2 separate regions of the Mus musculus genome follow, and region 1 is linked to region 2. Evidence: chromatin contacts called from public ChIA-PET data. All regions are on one chromosome and are shown on one strand. The core of a region is the stretch at or near the end of the contact, and the rest is flanking DNA. Distances in the headings are between cores, read along the strand shown. Region 1 overlaps Btnl10 (butyrophilin-like 10). Region 2 has its middle 39 kb from the start of Gm33078.

Region 1 (4,740 bases), core at 1,112-3,611, 980 kb before region 2:
GTTCGTGGGAAACTTACAAGTGTGCGTGCTAGATAACAGGCCAATACAGCTAGCTGCTGGATAAAGAACTGCAGGTACTCAGTTCCTGCGCATTGCCAGCTGGTCCTAGTACTCTGGTACCAAAGTCCTTATGTGCACAGGTCCTTGTCTATAACCCATGGACAGACATCTGGTGCTTGACAAATCCTCTAGGTTGCTTCTAATGTCTAATATAATTAGCACTATGGACTAGTTTTATATTACAAATTTTGTATACTAGGTTTGAGGAAAATGATGAGGTCAACAGTATAAAATACATTCTAGATGAGGGGGTTGTTTGGGTTAGTTGGTTGTTCCCCCCCCCCCCCCGTTATTTTTGGTCTCTAACTGAATCTATAGAGGTGGAACCTATGAGCATGCTGACTGTATTCTAACATGCAAGTCATTTAGTCGGGCCTTGATGATCCAGAGGCTCTCTGGCAGCACCTCCCCTGCAGACTGTGGGTGAAATTCTTAACTCCCCTTTGGGACTTATTGAGAGACTCGGGGTGTAGCCTATGGCATTTCTTCCTTAGTGAAAACTGGATGTGGCTCTGGCTTCACCCCAGTCACCTCGTGGTTAAGGGAGCTGGCTACAGCTGTCTCCAGGCAGGTCAGTTCAAAGGCCACTTCACACACCCACCTAGTTTTCTCCAGCAAAGGCTCCCAGCTAACCAGAAGTCTGCTAAAATTCCCAGGAAAGGGAGGCGTCCACAAGGTCTGTGGCTCTGGCTGCCCACCTGAGGTGCTTTATTTCCATATGAGAATTTTAATTTGGAGATGGATAACTGAGTTGAAACAAAGATTCTCTGTTAAACTGTCATGAAAAGGAATGTGCTGTTAAGGAATTTTTAGGAGACAAACAAGGCTAAGGACTGATAAGATTTTAGAAGGAGAGCAGCCACCGATGCAGCCCTGCCATTGATACAGCACGCAAGCCTGCCAGGACTGAACTCACAAAACATATAGTCTGGTTTTAGCAAGATTTTATTTTGGGGCGGGACAGGACAAGTATTTTTTTTTTTCTTTCTTTCTTTTGACGGGCAGCTTCTGAGTCCCTGTGGTTCCTTTCATAAATGTAAGGGTTGTATTCTGATGACTAGGGTTTTCTGAATTCTGTCCCCTGGCCTCAGACTGAACAGCTCTGCAGGCTGGTCAATGCACCCAGCCTTCTGTCAAACCCCTCATCCCATAACTTGCCCAGGCCCCCTCCTATACCAGACCTGCTGAGCGGACTACCTTACTAACCAGGTATCTGGTGACCTGTGCTCAACTCGCTGCTGGGTCAGGTGGGTCAGTAAAAAGGATGGGGCAAGTTAGAGGCCAGCTTGTCCTGGTTCTGCAGTTCTTGGATTCTCAGAGCCAAGAAGAGCTAGCTGGAGGAGTTGGTGCAGGCAAAGCATAGCTCCCACCGGCAATCCTAAAGGACATGAGCAAACCTCGGGCTGTGCTGCCCTGGATTCTGAGAGGGGTTGGGGGGAGGGGGGAGGGGGAAGGGTAGGGAGGGAGAGTCAGTCTCCATTTACTGCTTACAGGAAGAGGTTCCACGGGTGTAGTGTATGATGGTCTCTGATTAGAGACTCGAGGTCAACACCATGCTTAATCATAAAGGGTCATGCCTTCCATCCTTTCCAAAGGCCTGCTCTATTTCCTAAACATGGGTCTACACACTCTGCCCTGTGAGGCTGGAATATGCACTCCTAAATCGCATTAGTAGGTGTCATGAGGGTGAGGCACCACCTCCTTGTGGACAGCTCTGTGTTCTGGCAAAGAAGAAAGATCATCTGTCATCAGCCAGGAGAAACAAGGATTTCTGAGGGAGCAGTGCCTTGAAATAAAAATAGCAGAAGTCAAGCTTATGGAATTCTGTAATATGCAAATGAGGTGACTTCCTGGGCTCTTGTGATTGGACAAGTCTCCACAGAGCATCCAATGAAAGCCTTTAGGTTGTGGACCATCTTTAGTGTCTGAGGGTGTGGCCATTTAAGAGAGTCAGGGTTGTGCTGTAAGCTGGTCATTCATTTCTGGTGGTCAGCTTGTTTCCTTCCTGGATCTCTCGCCCCTTCCTTTCAGTTTCTCTTCAGGTTTAGGGCTCTGGTGACTCGGGTGTCGCAGCTGTCTGCGCTTCCAACCACTTCCTGCACGGAGGTCTGTGAGCTGTGTGGCTGATCACAGCGCAAGACAGTCTAATCCAGCTCTCAGCAGTGCAAGGATACCCAGAAGGCCACCAGCTACTGAGGCTTTGTCTACCCTCGGGGGCCCTTCAGTGACTACCAAAGGCTCTTCAGAGATAACCAGAGTCCCTGGATAGCTTAATGGAAAAGCCTTAAAGGACTCCTGACCTGGAAGAGAATAGGCAGTCTCCCCCTGGTGGCCTGGCCGAGGTAGTACCGCGCGGCACATTAGAAAGCCGGGTTTGTCCCAAAACAAAGGTCTGGGGGCTCTTCAGCCAGATCTTGGACTCTACACAGGTTGTCTTGACGATTCAGTTGGGAGACACTGTCCCCGGCTTTGACCCCAGCATTTAGGATAGGTCAGCCAAGTCTACAAAGTGAGATCCTATCTCAAATTAAGTAAACAAACCAAACAAAAAACCAAACAAACCAGCAGGCGTCGGTTTCCTGATTGAATTGTATGTTAACCATCCAGCTTCCGCCAAAGAGCAAAGGAACTAGTCCCCGCAAGTGCGTGGCTCAACACCGTTTTGATCTGGTGCTCTCCTTGGAGAAAATTTGTACTGCAGTATCTCTATTGCTATTTCATTACATCCACATTAGGATAAAAAATACAGCGTGGTGGGCACTTTGCTATGCATACTAGTACTAATATTAATACTAAATACTTTGTATTTGAGTTTTTAGCCCATTTCTATCTATTTGCAAAATTTCAGGAAAATTGTGAGAGAGGTGGAAGCAAGCACTCCCCGTATTTACAGCCAGCTGGTTTTCACCTTCACCTAAAGGTGGTCATTATTTTTGAGAATATTTTTGGTCGATTATTTTACTAATAAATGTGGATCATAGCTATGCACTGAGGGCATGGCTCAGTAGTCAAGAGCACTGGCTTCTCTTCCAGAGGACCAGGGTTTGGTTTGTGGCACTCACCTGGGAGACTCATAATATTCTGTATATATTCTGTATTCAGCTCCAGGAGATCTAGGCTCTCTTCTAGACTCTGAGAACACTGCATGCACATGGTACACAAGCATACATGCAGGCAGAACAGCCACACACACACACACACACAGTGATTGTCTTCCTATGAGCTCCCCAAAAACGTGAGCTAAGAAAGATTCATGTCTCCCAGCTACAGGCATTTTATTATGAAAACAGGAAATTAACACAGAAAAATTTTTAAAAGTTTATTTTAAATTCCAGAACAGGGAAAAAAGGGTCACTGCAGGGATATATCACGTAGAACAGGAGAAAATGAAAGTTCTCCACATTGTGGTATCAGTAATACTCCACAATTTAAAAGGACTGACTTCAAAATAAGTCCATCAAGGAAAAAGGGAAAATCAAAACAAACACAAACTCTACAGGGTCAGTGCCTACCTAGAGTGGAACCCTAGACAGGGATCAAATTCCAACAAGTCCTAGGGAACTTTTACAGAGAAAGACTCTGAACTTTTGATGATGCTGCCATGTGACTGTACACTCTGACCAATGTTCCCTGTGTGAGCTCCGCTCACAGATACCTTAACTACGGCTGCAAGGAATCCAGTGTCCTGTTCTGGCCTCCACAGGTACACACACACACACACACACACACACACACACACACACACACACACACACGAGAGAGAGAGAGAGAGAGAGAGAGAGAGAGAGAGAGAGAGAGAGAGAGAGAGAGAGACAGGCAGACATAAAGTTTCATTTTTTTGTTTGTTTCCCTGTGTAGCCCTGCCTGTCCTCAAACTCACTCTGTAGACCAGGCTGGCATCGACCTCAGAGATCCGCCCTCCTTTTTAGATTATGCATGTGTCACCTCCTGGTGTACAGGCATGCGTGCAGACAAAACACTTGTGTACATACAATACATAAATCTTAAAACAACCAACCCCCCCAAAAAATTCTCTAGCTAGGCAGTGGTGGCCCACGTCTTTAGTCTCAGAGCTCAAGAGGTGGAGGCAGGTGGTTCTCTGATCTACACATTTTCTATCTGGCCAATTTGTTACATATAAGTATCACAATGATAAAGAAGGAAAAAAAGTTAAAACTTTATTACTCCAAGGTTGAAAAACTGTAACATGCAGGGGATGAGGTGGGGTGGGGGACAGTGTGTGTGTATGTGTGTGTGTGTGTGTGTGTGTGTGTGTGTGTGTGTGTGTGTGTGTGTGTGTCTTTTATTGGGTCTCATCTCTTCTCCCATTTCTTTCTATATAAATGCCAGCCTCTCTCCAAAGCCCAGCCCAGGGGCTGCCTGTGCTTGTGACATTTCCTTGCTAATCCACTGACTAACCATAACTGCTCTTGACTGGGAACCCAAAACACTAGGTGACCTTTGTCTGTGTCTGAGGACCTTTCTCTTGCAAGCATGTATAGGCTACTACAGTCCCTATGGACAACGATCTGCTCATTCTGAGGAGGCATTTTGATGCAAAAGGGGTGCCCACCACTCAGCCAGGGACCTTCAACTCCAACCCACTAGGGTAGGTTCAGTGTTCCCCCAAATATGTGGGAGTCAGGACCTCTCGCATCTGTGACCAGGATCATTTGGAGG
Region 2 (5,216 bases), core at 360-2,859:
GGCCTCAAACTCAGAGACATCTGCCAGTTTCTGCCTCCCAAGTGCTAAGATTAAAGGTATGTGCCGCCGCCATCTGACATTAGGAATTTATTATGTAGAAAGTTTTGCCTGCTTCTGCCTCTGGAGTGCTGGGGATTATAGGTGCAGGCTACCATACCTCGTTCATGTTATGTGATGCTGGAATAGAACCCAGGGCCTTCTAGATGCTAGGCAGGCACGCTGTCAATTGAGCTATATCTCCAGCCATTGTTTTTGTAAGAGAGGGTCTTGCTATGTAGACCTAGCTAGCCTGGAACATACTATGTAGGCTCCATCCTCCAAGTGCTGGTGTGACAGGCTTGAGCCACCACACCCATCTGCCACTTCCTACACATTGGTAATTACCTCTCTGGTCTCCAGTTTCCTTATCTGTAGAATGGGAAAGCATAGCTCATGCCTGAGTGGGTGCCGCTGGGAGCTCTGACATCACTCAGTGTCAGGTGTGTGGTGGCCTCATTTCTAGGAATAGCTTCTGGTCTGGAAATCCCCCACTCTTGTACAAGGAGACTTCACACGCTCTCCTGTTGGGCTCCACCTATCCTCCCCTACCAGCTTTTTCTCAAAACATCTATACTTCTCACACGTTGGTGAAAGCCTAAAGCAACTTGGGGGGAGGGCATCTGCTCTGGCTGTGGTCATGGGGCCTGCACACCAGGACCTCCAACATGGAGACCTGCTCAGCATGTATACCCCAACAGGAGGCAGGGCAGCACGAGTCCTCCTTTCTCTGCTTGGCTTTGAGTGCTCACTTGCAGAGGTGCAGCCAAGCTTCATTTGATTGACAGCTCCAGCCAGGTGGAAGCCGCTCATGCTTGCAGTCCTAGCCCTTGTTTATTCTCTTCTTTAATCTCAATGATCTTACTTACCATTTTCTTTTCAGATTTTTTTTCTTCTTTTTTTATTGAGACAGGGTTTCTCTGTGTAGCCCTGGCTGTCCTGGAACTCACTCTGTAGACCAGGCTGGCCCTGAACTCAGAAATCTGCCTGCTTCTGCCTCCCAAGTGCTTAGTTTAAAGGTGTGCGCCACCTACCCTGCAAGTTGCTTTTTCTTATTGCCTACCTTTTAAAATTTTTGTTAAGATTTATGTAGTCTTTTATGTGCATGGCTGTTTATCTGCGTGTATGCATGTGCACTGTGACTGTGCCCGGTGCCCTGGAACTGGAGATACGGTTGGTAGTGAGCAGCCCTGTGGGTGCCAGGAACTGAATTCACCTTCTTATGCTTTCCCAGGGTCCTCTTGTAGCCTCGGAGCTATTTCTCTGGCCCCTTCCGCACGTCTCTATACGGGTCTCGTGTATCTCAAGCTGCTGACCCTTCCCCATTTTACCAAGAGTGACGCTGAACTCCACATTCGTACACACTCCCTCCAGAGAATTGCCATTACTGGCCTGTTTCACTGCCACGCCCCTACCCTACTTCCATCTCAATTTCATTTTTTATTTCCTCTTTTTACACTTCCTTTTCTTACACCTTTCAAAGATAGCTTTTAAAGTCGGAGTCTTGGTTCTGGAGATGACACAGCCGGAGTCCCCAATGGCGAGTGGTTTCTCTCTGCCTTGCTTCGTGGCAGGAAGTTCACATCATGTCTTGCCACAGGCTTCACACCGTGCACTCCACAGAAGTTGCAGTCTAGGGAGTCTGAAGCCTGCTCCCCTGACTTAACCTGTCGCTTGCTCAGCTTTCTCCTCCAGCCAGGAGCGAAAGCCAAACACAAGATTTCTGTGGGGTGCGTTGAAGCAAGGCTGTAAACCCAGCACAGGAAAGGTAGGAGGCTTGCCACAGGTTAGAGGCCAGTATGGGCCACACTGGGAGACTCTGTCCGGTCACACCAAATGTTTAACTCATCTATTACACTTTAAAGCTGTGACTTTAGGCAGTGACAACTTCTAGTCTTGGTGTCCTCCTTTATAAACTAGCAATGACACTTGGAGAGAGGAGATGAGAACACACATAATTGTTTATTGTCACTTGTCTGCTTCCTAACGTTTAGTCGCATAAATGCTTAGGGAAACAATGCAAGAATAAATTTTCACCTAAGCAAAAACAAATTTAGGTGTCAAAAAGGCTGGCTCATCTGCTTGTCTTTGCCGCCACCTACTGGTCATATATGATAAAGCACATATTTCAAGGCTTGCCAAGATGGCCTTTTGGTTTTTTGTTTTTGCTTTTTGGGTTTTTTTTTTTTTTGAGACAGGGTTTCTCTGTGTAGTCCTGGTGACTGTCCTGGAACTCACTCTGTAGACCAGGCTGGCCTCGAACTCAGAAATACACCTGCCTCTGCCTCCCAAGTGCTGGGATTAAAGGTGTGTGCCACCACTGCCTGGCTGTTTTTGTTTCATTGAGACAGGGTCTCACTTGGCAGCCCTAATTGTCCCAGAACTAACTCTAACTCTCTCTCTCTAACTCTGTCTCTCTCTCTCTGTCTCTCTGTCTCTGTCTGTCTCTGTCTGTCTCTCTGAGTGTGTGTGTGTGTGTGTGTGTGTGTGTGTGTCTGCCACATACTGAGGAGGCCAGAAGAGACTGTCAGATCCCTTGGGGTTACAGGTTGTGAGCTGCCCTGCTTAGAGAACTGAACTCTATCTAGTCCTGGCTGTCCTCCAGCCCGCTACGTAGACCAGACCAGTCTAGAACTTATAGGGATAAAGCGATCCTTCTGCCTCTGCTTCCTGAGTGCTAGGATAAAAGTCATGTGCCACCACTGCCCACTTCTGACTCTTCTCTCACACTTACACTCCAGCACTATGTATTTATACTCTCTTCTTAGCTCCCACCCCTTAGTTAGGCTTCTGATGCTGTGATAAAACCACAACTTAAGGAGGAAAGATTTATTTCAGCTTCCAACTCTTAGGTCACTCTTTACCACTGAGGGAAGCCAGGGCAGGAACTCAGGACAGGAACCTGGAGGCAGGAGCTGATGCAGAAGTCATGGAGAAATGCTGCTTACCGGCTTGCTCACCCATGGCTTGCTAAGCCTGCTTTCTTATATGACCCAGGAACAGCTGCCCAGGGTTGGCATTAGCACAGTGGGTGGGGCCCTCCCACATCAATCATTAAGTAAGAAAATGGCAGACGGACTTGTCTAGAAGCCAATCTTACAGAAGCAGTCTCTCACTTCTCCTCCCACATGATTCTAACGTGTGTCAAGTTGACAACAACTAAAAAAGAAATAAACTACCGGCTTACACCTGTAATAAGAATCTAAAATTTGTAAATATTTTAATAAACTCCAAGTTTTCTTTAAAAATATATAAATGAGAAATTAAAAAAAAATGCTGGACAGTGGTGATACACCTCTTAAATCCCAGCACTTGGGAGGAAGAGGCCAAGTGGATCTCTGTGAGCTTGAGACCAGTGTGGTCCACAGAGGGAGTTACGGGATGTGATGGTTTGTATGTGCTCAGCCCAGGGAGTGGCACTATTAGAAGGTGTGGCCCTGCTGGAGTAGGTGTGTTCTTGTTGGAGTGGGCTTGTCATTGTGAGTGTGGGCTATAAGACCCTCATTTTAGCTGCCTGAAAGTCAGTATTCTGTTAGCAGCCTTCAGGTAAGGATGTAGAACTCTCTGCTCCTCCTGCACCATGCCTATCTGGATGCTGCCATGTTCTTGCCTTGATGATAATGGACTGAACCTCTGAACCTGTAAGCCAGCCCCCAGTTAAATGTTGTCCTTATAAGAGTTGCCTTGGTCATGGTGTCTGTTCACAGCAGTAAAATCCTAACTAAGACACAGGACAGCCAGGGATACACAGAGAAATCCTCAAAAAAATAAAATAAAATAAAATAAAATAAAATAAAATAAAATAAAATAAAATAAAATAAAATAAAATAAAATCAGGACACAGCCAGGATATGCGTTATACTTATATTTCAGCATCTGAGAGGTGAGGCAGGAGGATTGCCTTACGTAAAAGTAGCCTGGTTTGGAACTTAATAGCTAAGTAGCAAGATCCTGCCTCAATAAAAAAAAAAAAACAAAAAACAAAAAAAATCAACCAGGGGCTGGAGAGATGACTCAGCAGTTAAGAGTACTGACTGCTGACTCTCTCTAGCCCGCCATCCCCAGGCACCTGTTCCTGGTGGCGCAGAGCACACGGCCCGGGCAGCACGGAAAGCAGCAGGAGGAGGAAGAGCTGAGCAGGTCGGCGCACCTGGTGGTGAGCATCTCTAGAAAGAGGAGAAGGCAAGGATAGGCCCAGGAGTGATGGCATCCAAATTTAAACAAGTCATACTGGATCTCACTGTGGAGAAAGACAAAAAAGACAAAAAAGGTGGGAAGGCCTCCAAACAAAGTGAAGAAGAATCCCACCATCTGGAAGAGGTTGAAAACAAGAAGCCTGGGGGAAATGTCCGAAGGAAAGTCAGGCGACTTGTGCCTAACTTTCTCTGGGCCATACCTAATAGGCATGTTGATCGCAATGAAGGGGGAGAGGATGTTGGGAGATTTGTAGTGCAGGGAACAGAAGTCAAGAGAAAGACTACGGAGCAGCAGGTGAGGCCTTACAGGCATTTCCGAACCCCGGAACCTGACAATCATTACGACTTTTGCCTCAGACCTTGAAATCTAAGATTTTCTCTGAGCTCATAAAATGGCTACTGTTTTACAAGCTCTTATCAAGTGGGGGTATTTTTTCTGTAAACTTTTGGTGTTTCCACTTAACGGTTTCTATGTAAAATTGTTTAATCGTTGCATTTAATTCAAACATTCCTGTTAGCATGGCAATTTAACCCATTTTAGAAAAAAAACTTTTTCATAATTTGAAATTAATAAAGCAATTTTAAAAGCATAAAAAAAAAAAGTACTGACTGCTTTTCCGAAGGTTCTGAGTTCAAATCCCAGCAATCACATGGTGACTCACAACCACCCTTAATGAGATCTGATGCCCTCTTCTGGTGCTGTCTGAAGACAACTACAGTGTACTTATGTATAATAATAATAATAAAAATAAATCTTAAAAAAAGACAATGAAGCAACCAACCAACCAGCCAAACAAACAAAAATCCCTAAATCAACCAACCAACCAACCAACCAACCAACCAAACAAACAAACAAACAAACAAAAAACCAAGCTGGGTATAGTGGCACATAATTGTAATCCCAGCACTGGAGAGGCAGAGACAGGAGGATGGCTGTGAGTTGAAGGTCAACTTGGTCTACACAGAATAGTCTTTTTTTTTTTT

What was found. ChIA-PET counts read pairs in DNA pulled down with a chosen protein or histone mark.
Region 1: a contact with region 2 is called in an RNA polymerase II ChIA-PET map of memory CD8 T cells, with 7 read pairs. The contact joins two enhancer-like sites. A contact is called at or near these places in 3 of 39 promoter capture datasets (the 3T3-L1 cell line, hippocampal neurons and pre-B cells), 1 of 484 Hi-C or Micro-C datasets (pre-B cells) and 1 of 115 datasets of contacts at active chromatin or transcription factors (memory CD8 T cells).

What each region holds. Positions count from the first base shown.
Region 1 is chr11:58,925,777-58,930,516 of GRCm38.p6, reverse strand. It overlaps Btnl10 (butyrophilin-like 10), which reads right to left. Exons shown (of 6, transcript NM_001363414.1): 6 at 3,909-4,740. Among named protein-coding and RNA genes, the nearest start is that of Btnl10, 10 kb to the right of the region's middle. Within about 2 kb of position 2,361, at least 232 of the 459 cell types and tissues checked have an H3K27ac peak or open chromatin away from gene starts, as enhancers often do. A contact at or near this core is called in memory CD8 T cells and pre-B cells, where this site is marked.
Region 2 is chr11:57,948,109-57,953,324 of GRCm38.p6, reverse strand. It overlaps the pseudogene Gm12245. Among named protein-coding and RNA genes, the nearest start is that of Gm33078, 39 kb to the right of the region's middle. Within about 2 kb of position 1,609, at least 106 of the 459 cell types and tissues checked have an H3K27ac peak or open chromatin away from gene starts, as enhancers often do. A contact at or near this core is called in memory CD8 T cells and pre-B cells, where this site is marked.